Regions from separate parts of the Triticum aestivum genome. Here region 1 is linked to region 2. A link is a contact called in public Hi-C data. All regions are on one chromosome and are shown on one strand. Each heading gives the region's core, a stretch centred on a gene start, on an enhancer-like site or on the middle of the called end of the contact. The rest is flanking DNA. Distances are from core to core; before and after follow the strand shown.

The links. A called contact is a pair of places that touch in the nucleus more often than the background predicts.
Region 1: a Hi-C map of leaf shows a contact between it and region 2, with 2.5 times the contacts expected there. The contact joins the promoter of LOC123167976 here to the promoter of LOC123165791 in region 2. A contact is called at or near these places in 2 of 5 Hi-C or Micro-C datasets (both in leaf).

What each region holds. Positions count from the first base shown.
Region 1 is chr7D:595,350,196-595,356,325 of IWGSC CS RefSeq v2.1, forward strand. It overlaps LOC123167976 (adenine nucleotide transporter BT1, chloroplastic/mitochondrial), which reads right to left and starts at 2,318. Exons shown (of 4, transcript XM_044585836.1): 1 at 1,792-2,318; 2 at 739-1,448. The coding sequence starts at 2,302. It overlaps LOC123167979 (a long non-coding RNA gene), which reads left to right and starts at 2,151. Exons shown (of 3, transcript XR_006484171.1): 1 at 2,151-2,375; 2 at 3,893-4,171; 3 at 4,239-4,829.
Region 2 is chr7D:595,209,516-595,215,332 of IWGSC CS RefSeq v2.1, forward strand. LOC123165791 (probable homogentisate phytyltransferase 1, chloroplastic) reads right to left here and starts at 1,521. Exons shown (of 12, transcript XM_044583524.1): 1 at 1,333-1,521; 2 at 1-151. The coding sequence starts at 1,405.

The DNA of each region.
Region 1 (6,130 bases), core at 1,068-3,567, 140 kb after region 2:
TCATAACCACCCATCGTACTTCTATACCAACAGTCAAAGCAAGTTTGTACAGTGAAATTGCATTAATGTTTTGTCATCTAGAGTATAATATCAGAAGACAAGATATAAGTAAGCAAGCAGTGGCAGTTCAGCCAATCATTCAAATCAGGGAGTAGAGGTAGTGTAAATCTAAACAAATAAAGGTCTAAATACACACTATAAGTGTCCACAGTCTGACTCTGTTAAGAGTGTCAGGACCAACATATACTAATACTAGAGGACAGACCCTTGATCATATGAAAGATAAGACTCAATTGTAATCAAATGTAGGACACCATCAGGGCATCAACTCACCGTTAAGTGAACCCAAACTCCTTTCCAGGAACTGTGTTTACAAATCGCATATACAGTTACACCTACTTCACTAATAGCAGCCTGGGTGCTATATAACATTGACTAAAAAGTAATGGTGCCCCATTATTGTTATGGCCCTCCTCCCACATTAATTTTGCTGCATCTATCAGCAAACTGAAGGTTGTTGTAAGTGTGCTACACAATTAACATCAAATTGAAGTGTTGAAAACTATACCATACCACACGACCACAAGTGAAATTGAAGTTGACACCCTATAGTAAATTGGTTAACCAGCAGAGAACCTCAATAGCATCAGCAATACAACAGGCATTGGTTACATCACAAGATACATTTTAGCAACAAGGTCTATTGGGAATTGCCAAGTAGCATAAATGGAAAGTTACCTCAATCGCCTTGCTTGGAGCAACACGGATGACATTCACAAAATTCCCACGGAACAGCCCTGTCCACCCCTCTGTCTTCATAATTGTCTGAAACACTTCTGTCATTGAATCCCCATTGCTCCCAACCATCAGGTGTGTCCTAATTGTCTCCAACGGCGCCACACAAGTCCTCGAGACCGCCCCCGCAATAGCTCCACTAACCAGCCGCCTCAAATGCGGGTTCCCAATCTTAATTTTCAGTTTCAGCCCCCGCTTCTTGGCCTTCTTCCTAATAATCTTACCATCCACCACCACCTCCTCCTCCACAGACCCATCCACGGCCCCAACAACTGGAAACCCGACTGCCGACGAGACAAACTTTATGCAGTGATCAGCAAAAGGGATCTTGAACTCCTGCTCCGCCGGGCTGGTTGACACTGCCGGAGCAGGCGTCGACACTTTGAGACCAACGCTAGCAAACAGCCCGCCGTGAGGGGAGGCAGAGTCATGCAGCAAGCTTAACGAGAAGGCCTTGTTGTCTTCTTGCATATCCCAAGGGAACCGGAGCTCCGGAAGCTGCGGGATAGCCCACCCGTGTTTCTTCTCCGAGGCCAGCGTGCAGTTCTTGCTCTTGGCCGTCACGGCCATCATCGTTCCCGCCATGGGTGGGTAAACGTCTTGGCCGGCCTCAGACTGCAAACGCACAATCAGTGGTGGACGGCCGCCCTGCACTGACGGTCGCAACAAAGAGCATATTCTTAGCCACTCACTCCAAAAAGTTCGACACCACCAACGCACTACCTAAACAATATCAAATCATGTAAACTTTGGAACATGCACTGGAAAATCATACAGCAAGTAATCATCAAGAAATGATCATAAACATATTCTCATAATATCAAATCTACAGCAGGTACTCATCCAATAAAAAAAATCAAGAAAGAAAGTTTTCTTTTGAGCAAAGAGAGGATGCAAGAGGGAGGAGGGAGGGGGGATGAGGGAAGAGGGAGGAACGAGGGGGGAGGAAGGAGCGGGGAGGAGGAAGGGAAGGGCGAAGGAGTGGCGGCTACCTGCCTATGGACTGGTCGCCGGAGTAGCTCAGGGCGGCGGCGGCGGCGGCGGCTGGTCCAGGGAGGGAGGCGCTGCTGGTGGGGCTCCTGAGCCGGCAGCGGGGCGGCGGAGGCCTCGGCCCGGAAGTAGTGGCGGCGGGCCGGCGGTGGCTAGGAACCCTAGCTGTCGCGCTCGGGGAGGACTCTGGTCGGGAGCGCCCGTGCTCGCAAGGATAGGGTGCTCCGGCCGGCTGCACCATGCGCGGCCCAGCCGTTAGATGCGTAATATAGGGACAGGATTCAATGCCCTTCGAAACTTGCAAAAACCACCCCAAAGAAGTACAGAATAGCTGCTGTAACGTTTCCCCAAATGTGTGCTGCCCCCCAGTTCGGAACAAAACGAGCACGAGCAGAGGCAGGGAGGGGCTTAATTCGGGGCTCCGGCGGCGGGCCTCGCCGGCCGTGTGCTCCGGCTGCGACCTCGGGAGATCAGTGTCTCCACGGTGCTCCGACGTCCAGCGGACAGACCACTCCATCCCCGCCCCCTCCCCACACCGGGCGCCAGATCCGGCATCCGCCGACGCCGGAGAAGAGGGCTCCAGCCTTCAGGTACCCATCCTTTTGAATGTTACAACCTTGTCTTTTCACTGTGTATGTATTTTGGTTCTAATCCATCGTCCACTTTACATCGATCGTGTGAGATGTCCTATCTGATCCGAGCAAAATGTGGTGATCTCTCAGCTGGCGTGGGAAAAATAATAACTGAACTGTTGTATTTGGCTTAGACTACATGCATATTCAAGCAATTAGGTGTAGAGAAATATGAACAATCTATGGCCTGAGCAAAGTAATTGTATCTACCTGTTCCAAGTGCCTGAACATGAAGTGCTCGTTGGTCTAAGCGCATGACCGAGATCCATTAACACTTGCAATACGCGCCACACTGATTTGTGAGAATGCCCTGTCTGCTCTGTTTCTTCAGCATTTCCATCAAAACTAATACGGTGGTGGTTTTGGTTTAGTGATGAACCAAATGTATTAGCTCGTTGGCCTTCCTTTTATTTTGGACAAGAGGCGGCGCCTTATGTTCATTATCAAACACATTTTACATTCAGGATTTGGCAATCCTTAACATCTAGGTTGCCTAGCTTTGAAAGCATAGGACACTGATCACCTGTATGTGCTAAGCTACAACATGCCGTATTTTTGCTCACCGCCTTGTCTGATCTACTTACTTCTGAAGCACAGTTGTGAGCCACAGAGTTAAGGTTCCTTCCTTGGTATGTCATGAATTTGTATACGGATGTTCGCTGTTGTAGCAAAGAAATTTGCTAGCTGGTTTCTCATCACCCCAATGCCCAGGGGAAAGAAAAATATTTCTTGACACTGCTGCTTTGGCTGGGGTCAGATTATCCACCAGAAAAATGGCCTGCTTGCATCTGAATTTGGAAATTATTTCTGCAGCAACCTGAAGGGCTATATCTCCTGCTTGTAACGGGGAAGTGGCATGTTTGCCAGCTGCTGAAACATAGATGTTTGTTTCTACTTCATTTTCTTCAACCTGCATATGTATTCAATGTCTGCTTTGGTTGATCCTGCCTTGGTCTTCCTTATTCAGGTGCAAAAAAGTGGCACTACATTCCTACAGATTTAGCATTTTGGTGCTATGTGTCATCACATAGAGCATGATTGGTTCGATGCCAAAAGTTGGTATGCCAATATTTGGCAAATGCCAAATGTTGGCTAGTGATTGGTTGGCTATCAACTTTTCTTCTCAACCTCACAAAAAAGTTGCCAACATTTGGCAACTTTTGATTTTGCCAAATGTTGGCTTGCCAAATATTGGCAATGCCAATTGTTGGCATCAAACCAATTATGCTCATAATTCCATGATGCCATGCCAACTACATTCTGCTGTACTCACGAATATTTTTTATTAGCAGCATTATTGTAACTCTCTTTTTCTTAGTACATCTGAATGCCAATGCATTAGACATTTTCTTTGTTTGCTACTTTAGCATGGCATTGTTGATTTTTTGGAGTTCATTGTGCTACAGCTCTCATGACAAGCTAACTCTTAGGTGCTCCTGCATGTAATATCTTACACTTCTTTCTGCACTTACCAGGGAAGGATGGAGTCAATGGCAAGTATTGCTCCAAGTGCCAGGTCAACTACAGTGATGGGACTTGAAGATCATGCCAAGTTGCCAACAACTTTTCCTCGCCGTCGACGGCCACCGAGCACAAGGAGGGAGACGCGCTGAACTCTCCTCCTCCCTACCGGCACTCCCACCGCCCGCCGCCATCTCTGCCTGGCTCCCCCTTCACGGTGGCTGCACCGTTCGTTTCCTTCCCCAGAGGCCATGGCCTCTCACAGAACTGCCTCCTCTGTGGATGATGATTTGGTATATGCCCTGCTCTTGCTCTGCTCTGAGATCATTTCTTGGATGCTAATGGAATCGATTTCGTCAGGACTATGCCAATTATCAGGACGAGAAGATAGCTTGCTATTGTCAAGATGATTGGGGCTTTGCTAGGCACAAGTGCGAGATCTTGTTGGAATTTGCCCATCTGGTATGAGCTTAGTGATAGATTGGTGAATCATTGTATGCATTGCCTGGTGTTTAACAGAACATTGCACAAGTCACTCTTAAAAGAGGATGTTATGTTAACCAAGCAATTGTCACATGTGAATCGAATTTTCTGACGAGTGGTTAGTGATTTCTTGATATGTAGATATGGGGTGCTAGAAAAGGATGACTGCTCCTTAAATATATTGCTCATCTTTTGAAATGATATGTATGTGGCATGCAGTTCTTAAAAAAAAGAGTGTGGCATGCTCAAGTGTTGGATAAGACGATTCTGGACTTGATGTCTATGTAAAACAATCCTGGACTTGATGTCTATGTTGATTCTGGAATTGGACCCTTGTGTGGAGCCTGTACGTCCTGTGTGTTTTTGTAGCTGGCTCAGCAAGTTCCCAAACAGCATTATACTACAAACTCATTTTCAGTCTTGCCTAACTATAGTCCCGTGTGTGTTTCTTTGTTACTTTTTACAGTTGTACTGAACTATAGCAAAGCAGGCAATCATTTGTGTGAGTTGTACTGAACCGTGGCAAAGATGAACCCTTTGTCTTTTCTTGCTGTTGCTTTATACATACACCATCGTAACCTTAAAGTTAAACCCACTAGTGCATGGTTTTTTTTTCTCTATTTCAAAAGCGATTCTATTTTGCCTTTTCTCAAGTTTCTCAAGCAATTATGTTTAGTTAGCTGCATTATTGTGAAGCAACTATATCTACATTGGAGAACTCCTATGCTTCGTCACTTTTTTTTATCCGAAATGCTTGGTACTTTAACTCTGTTTTTCTACATATAAAATGTATATTATCCACCCCCTATGATTCTGACTCTGGATGTTATGAGCCAGTCTCAATCTTGACTTCACTTCCTTTTTATGCAGTAGGAGAATCGCCGCCGTCCCCGGATCCAACTAACCAATGCCAGAATGTAGATTTTTCACCTTGAAGAACCAATCCAAGTATATCCGAGCAATGCCTTCAACAAGGTAAGGACGTAAAAACATTGCCATTGGCAGGTATAACTAACACGGGTCAGACCTGGGCTTTCACCCTGGAGTTTTGAGACCGGGTGCTTGAGTAGCACCACCATCGACGCCACTCATGTGTTGTCGCCACCACTTTTTCGCGATCCCAACAGCTACATGTGATGTGTGACCGCCACGGCTGCACAACCATCCCTCCACGAGAAGTCGTCGCCCATAGTTTGCATCTCCCCGCCAAAGTCAGCCACTGGATCTGGAGAGAGGAACCCTCACAAAGATCTTCGGTTGGCCGCCGCAATCAGCAGCGTGTCCATCGCTGCAGGATGGAGTGGTCACGGCAAGGACCAACACTATTGGCGGAGCATGCCGTCGTCAACTACCACCTCGTCGGAGAGAACCCTGCCCAGGCCCGTCCGCCTCTGGGTCGACATGTCTAGGGTTGAAGCACGAAAGACATATCATCATCGCCGACGTGCGCTCGTGTGGAGCGCAACCACTGCCAGATCGATCAGAAGCGCATAGCCACCAGATCAGAAGCGCATAGCGGCCAGATTGGTGCCGTGCCTCCTGACCGAAGCACTACGTCCACCCCGAGCACGTTCGCCGCTGCAGGCCAGAGTGGTCACCACAATGACCAACACCGTTGGTGGAGCACACCACAGTTGGCTACCACCTCGCCGAAGAGAACCCTGCCCAGGCCCATTCGGCCCTAGGTCGACATGGTTAGAGCTAGATAGAGCACGGAATACATATCAACATCGCCGACGCGCGCCCTTGCGGAGCGCAGCCGCGGCTAT
Region 2 (5,817 bases), core at 271-2,770:
AGCGATTGATGTGCTATCCTATAGTTAGAATATTTCCAATCCAAGAATTTTTTACAACGGTCAACAGTAGGGCCTTTGGACGCTTGGATGGACAAAGAAACTCGCCCTTCACCATTTCGTTGGATGGAACAGAATGATGGTAGAATATGATCTGGAAAATCAGCATTTCAAAACTACGTCAAGCACTCAGGAAACAAAGATTGAAGAACTTCATCCATAATGCAAGGCATGTGACAATATGTGAACTCAGAGATTGGAAAATATATTGTTTGCTTAGTCCTTTCACTACTGAATAGGATCAGCCAAGAAGATAATGATATTATTTTTTTACATTTTGCCTACTTCATTTCCATAAGGTCAGCCCGTTATGCACGCCGAAAGAAGATGGGAAGCACCTGATAACACAGAAACGCTCGCTAGACTTGTTGTAGTACAACTGTACAACTGCTTTTTGATTACAGACCGCAATGAATTTTACACAAGCGAAAAATATCTGAGCATAAAGTAGTACAATAGCAGAGGAACTGTGCATGAAACTAGTACGAACATATCAGGAATACATCAGCGCATACGTTCGTGTCTGACATAATCGAACACTTGCTCAACTGAAACTAGAAACGCCCCAGCATTACCTTGATACCACTACTTCACAGCCCTTGCACACAGCATGACAAAATCATTCCAACAAAAACAGACAGGTTATCTACTAACCTTAATAACAAGTTAAAAACATGTCACTTAAAATCGCACCATAAATCTCTTCCCCATTCACCACCTATCCTCCTGGTACATGCTAAAAATTCACCACACAGAAAAACATGCGTCCCCTCCACTCACCATGAACAAAAGTACCAGGTGGCCAAAGAAACCGCTGTATTTCCCCCAAAAAATACAGTATTAAGCTATTAACAAAAGTACCGAATGGTCAAACTACTTCAAGTCGTCTACAGGTTCATTTACGCCTACCAGTACATCCATTTCGTCGGCCCTGATCCGCCGCAAAACCGAGCTAGCGAGTAGAAACACTTTGACACGACTTTTCCGATCGATTACCAGTGACAAAACACTGACCCCTTTCGGCTTACTACTCCTATTCCGGAAAAGGGCGGCGTACTAGGAGAACACTCCTATCCCATCCCAACGAACCGCACTCCCCGGCATCGCTTTTGCTCCCCGAATCCGGTAAGGTCAGCTCGCACTTGCTCCCGCTTAACTACATCCATTCGTCAGCGCCAGCATCTAGTCAAAGCTAGTAGTACTAACTGAAAGGCGCCAATCACCGGTACACCAATCATGCGGAGGGGTAGGGGACGGGGGAGTCGAGGCACTCACCTCGCCGGCGGGCGGCGGCGGCGGCGCCGGGCGCGGAGCGGAGCGAGGACGGCCGGAGGCGGAGCGAGTCCATCGCCGCGGCGGCGCGCGGGTGGGGAGTGGGCAGTGAGACGGAGAGCGGGCGGGGGACGGAGGGAGGGAGTGGTGGTGGAGAGCCCCAAAGAGTCGTGCGACGCAAAGTCCAAATCGTTGGACTGTTGAGCCATTTCCCTTTTTCCGAGCGTATGTATATATAATTGACCTTGACAGCGAGGTTAACACGTGGTGCATCGTGGGTAGCCTTGTCAGCGGTGACAGGTGTCTTGCAGAGAAGATTCGCACAAAAGCTAGCAGCCCGTTTGGCTTGCCCTGATGAATTAGCCCTGAGATTTAAGAATGTGAGCACCCACATCCGGGTGTCTCAAATGATGTCCAGTTATGCACAATTTTTAGACCATGAAAGTATCAACTACATTCATACCGGATGGTGTGTTTTGGGGCTCGTCAACGTTACTCGTAACAAGGTGATCATAAGGGCAACTATCAAGTGCATCAAAAATGCATGCCAAGGGACTTCATAGCTCAAGACCGAGGTTTTCTCCTCCGACGATGGAGAGATATTTTTAGGGCCCTCTCAGTATTACGATATTAATCATCGTTTGGCCAGACACAACGTGACATATTCACGGGGATGGCGGAATACAGAGGCGAGCAAAGAGAACAAAACCGGTAACGAGGATTACTTGGTATGGTGATCAAAAGTTGATTCATGTGGATACCAATAAGTCTCACCTCGGGTTTTGTAAAGTATCACGAAACAAAGGGAATAGCACACCGGAACAACATGTTCATCTCGGTATTAATTCATGTGGGCGTAGGGGTCAATACGGATGTCCACGGTTCGGCTATTGACCATTGAATGAAAAGGTAGTTCCGGGTCATGTCTACACTTTACTGAACCTTCAGGGTCACATACTTAACATTTAGTGGTTTGTTAGAATACAATGAGATAAATGAGAGTATGATAATGGGTTCCGAAAGTGTTTGGGATGACTCCGAAAGTGTTCTAGGAGTTCCTAGAATGTTCGCTAATGTCACAGAAGTGCCTGAAAGGTCCTGCAGGCTTTCAGAGAGATCTGGAAGGTTATAGAAGGTTCTTAGTGGGTCAAAGCCACGTCACCTTGGGGGATAAGGTGCCACCAAGGGCCCAAGGCAGTTGGACCAAAGAGTTCATATGGATCAAGGCAGCTTGGGGAGACTACTGGAGTGGCCAATCCAGGGAGGACTCCTCCTCCCTAGGTCGGCAAACCTCTTGGGCCTCCACCTATATATAGGTGGGAGGGGCACACCAAACACACACAAGCCACGGTTGCCCCTTCCCTCATTGCCTATGCAACCCGTTCTCTCCTCTCTAGTTTTCTCGGTGGATCTTTCATTCTAGATGGTGAAGCTCTGTTGAACTACTACTTCCGTATGTGTGGATACCGGCAGATGCACTGTACTTTCGGTGCTCGATCTACAAATTAGTTCGAGGGATAAATTCCCATGGCTGAGAGGAATATAACCTAGTCGCGGACCAACAATCCACACCAACTCTACTTCCGTTGCACTCTAGTTGGTAATGATCTGATCCGATCTCATCGACATCTTTATAGTGATCTTGGGAGTTGATTCCTAGGGTTTGTTTTTCTTTTCTACTACGTTTCCCAACATTTTCACTTTCCCTCCAAGGGGGTCTTAAGAAAGTAGTGTCATCCAGTGTTGAGTTTCTATTAGAAAAAGCGACAGGGAGTAACGGCGCGACAAAGTGTGCATTCCCTTCTAGTACCATAGCAAAGCATATGTCATAGCCCATGTGGAGAGGTTTATGAAGGAAATATGCCCTAGAGGCAATAATAAAGTTGTTCACTACTACAGGATGCTGCTAACGCGACACTACGATCAAAGACCCTTTCATGAAACTGTGTGCGATGCATTAATCACAAACGGGGATGTAAAAAAACGTCAAAAAGGTGCAAAACGTTTGCAATGGAGGATGCATCAAACACGGTTCAGATTTTAGTTGCGTGTGCAATCCAGGGCATACGGTTCAGTCCAATGAACCGTTTGCGATGAGGTGGAACAAAAGAACCTGGCATCCTGATGAAGGCGTGTGCGATGTACATCATACGGTTCACTCGGATGAACTGTTTGTGATTAGGCAACACAAAAGAAACGGTCAGCCAGATCAAGGTGTGTGCGATGTACGACATGTGGTTCACCCAGATGAATTGTTTGCGTTGAGACAAGAGAACAGAAATGGTTCAATATAACAAATACCATAAATATTGCAAGGTTCAAATTCAAAGATTACAGCGCCCAAATTCAAACATTGCCTGCTGCGTCATTTCTGAAAAGGGATCAGCCGCTGACAAGAGATGTATGGGTTTGACACAATAACTTCCAATTGCTTTGTCATATGCTCTTCCAATACGAAGTTTGGCATTTTTTGAGGCACTTCCTGTTGGGGAACGTAGTAATTTCAAAAAAATTCCTACGCACACGCAAGATCATGGTGATGCATAGCAACGAGAGGGGAGAGTGTGTCCACGTACCCTCTTAGAGCGAAAGCGGAAGCGTTAGCACAACGCGGTTGATGTAGTCGTACGTCTTCACGATCCGACCGATCAAGTACCGAACGCACGGCACCTCCGAGTTCTGCACACGTTCAACTCGATGACGTCCCTCGAACTCCGATCCAGCCGAGCTTTGAGGGAGATTTCCGTCAGCACGACGGCGTGGTGACGATGATGATGTTGCTACCGACGCAGGGCTTCGCCTAAGCACCGCTACGATATTATCGAGCTGGACTATGGTGGAGGGGGGCACCGCACACGGCTAAGAGATCCAAGGGATCAATTGTTGTGTCTCCAAGGGGTGCCTCCCTCCCCGTATATAAAGGAGTGGAGGAATGGGAGGGGGCCGGCCACCCTAGGCGCGCCCCATGAGGAGTCCTACTCCCACCGGGAGTAGGACTCCCCCTTCCAAGTGGGAGTAGGAGAGGAGAGGGAAGGAGAGAGAGGGGGAAAGGAAAGGGGGGCCCCGCCCCCCTCCTTGTCCAGTTCGGACTGGGGGGGAAGAGGGCGCGCGGCTGCCCTTGGCCGCCCCTCCTCTTCTCCACTAGGGCCCAATAGGCCCATTAGTCTCCCCGGGGGAGTACTCTGGTATATGCCCGAAACTCCCCGAAACCATTCCGGTGTCCGAACATAGTCGTCCAATATATCGATCTTTACGTCTCGACCATTTCGAGACTCCTCGTCTTGTCCGTGATCACATCCGGGACTCCAAACAACCTTCGGTACATCAAAACACATAAAGTCATAATATAACCGTCATCGAACTTTAAGCGTGCGGACCCTACGGGTTCGAGAACTATATATGTAGACATGACCGAGACACGTCTCCGGTCAATAACTAATAGCAAAACCTGGATGCTCATATTGGCTCCCACATATTCTACGAAGATCTTTATCGGTCAAACCGCATAACAACATACATTGTAACTAATGAGTTAGTTGCGGGATGATGTATTACGGAACGAGTAAAGAGACTTGCCGGTAACGAGATTGAACTAGGTCTCATAGTCATAGGAACATGTATAAGTCATGAAGAAAGCAATAGCAAAATACTAAACGATCAAGTGCTAAGCTAACGGAATGGGTCAAGTCAATCACATCATTCTCCTAATCATGTGATCCCATTAATCAAATGACAACTCATGTCAATGGCTAGGAAACATAACCATCTTTGATCAACGAGCTAGTCAAGTAGAGGCATACTAGTGACACTCTGTTTGTCTATGTATTCACACAAGTATTATGTTTCCAGTTAATACAATTCTAGCATGAATAATAAACATTTATCATCATATAAGGAAATAAATAATAAATTTATTATTTCCTCTAGGGCATATTTTCTTCAGTCTCCCACTTGCACTAGAGTAAATAATCTAGATTACATAGTAATGATTCTAACAACCATGGAGCCTTGGTGCTGATCATGTTTTGCTCGTGGAAGAGGCTTAGTCAATGGGTCTGCAACATTCAGATCCATATGTATCTTGCAAATTTCTATGTCTCCCACCTGGACTTGATCCAGGATGGAGTTGAAGCGTCTCTTGATGTGCTTGGTTCTCTTGTGAAATCTGGATTCCTTTGCCAAGGCAATTGCACCAGTATTGTCACAAAAGATTTTCATTGGACCCGATGCACTAGGTATGACACCTAGATCGGATATGAACTCCTTCATCCAGACTCCTTCATTTGTTGCTTCCGAAGCAGCTATGTACTCCGCTTCACACGTAGATCCCGCCACAACGCTTTGTTTAGAACTGCACCAACTGACAGCTCCACCGTTCAATGTAAACATGTATCCGGTTTGCGATTTAGAATCGTCCGGATCAGTGTCAAAGCTTGCATCAACGTAACCCTTTACGACTAGCTCTTTGTCACCTCCATAAACGAGAAA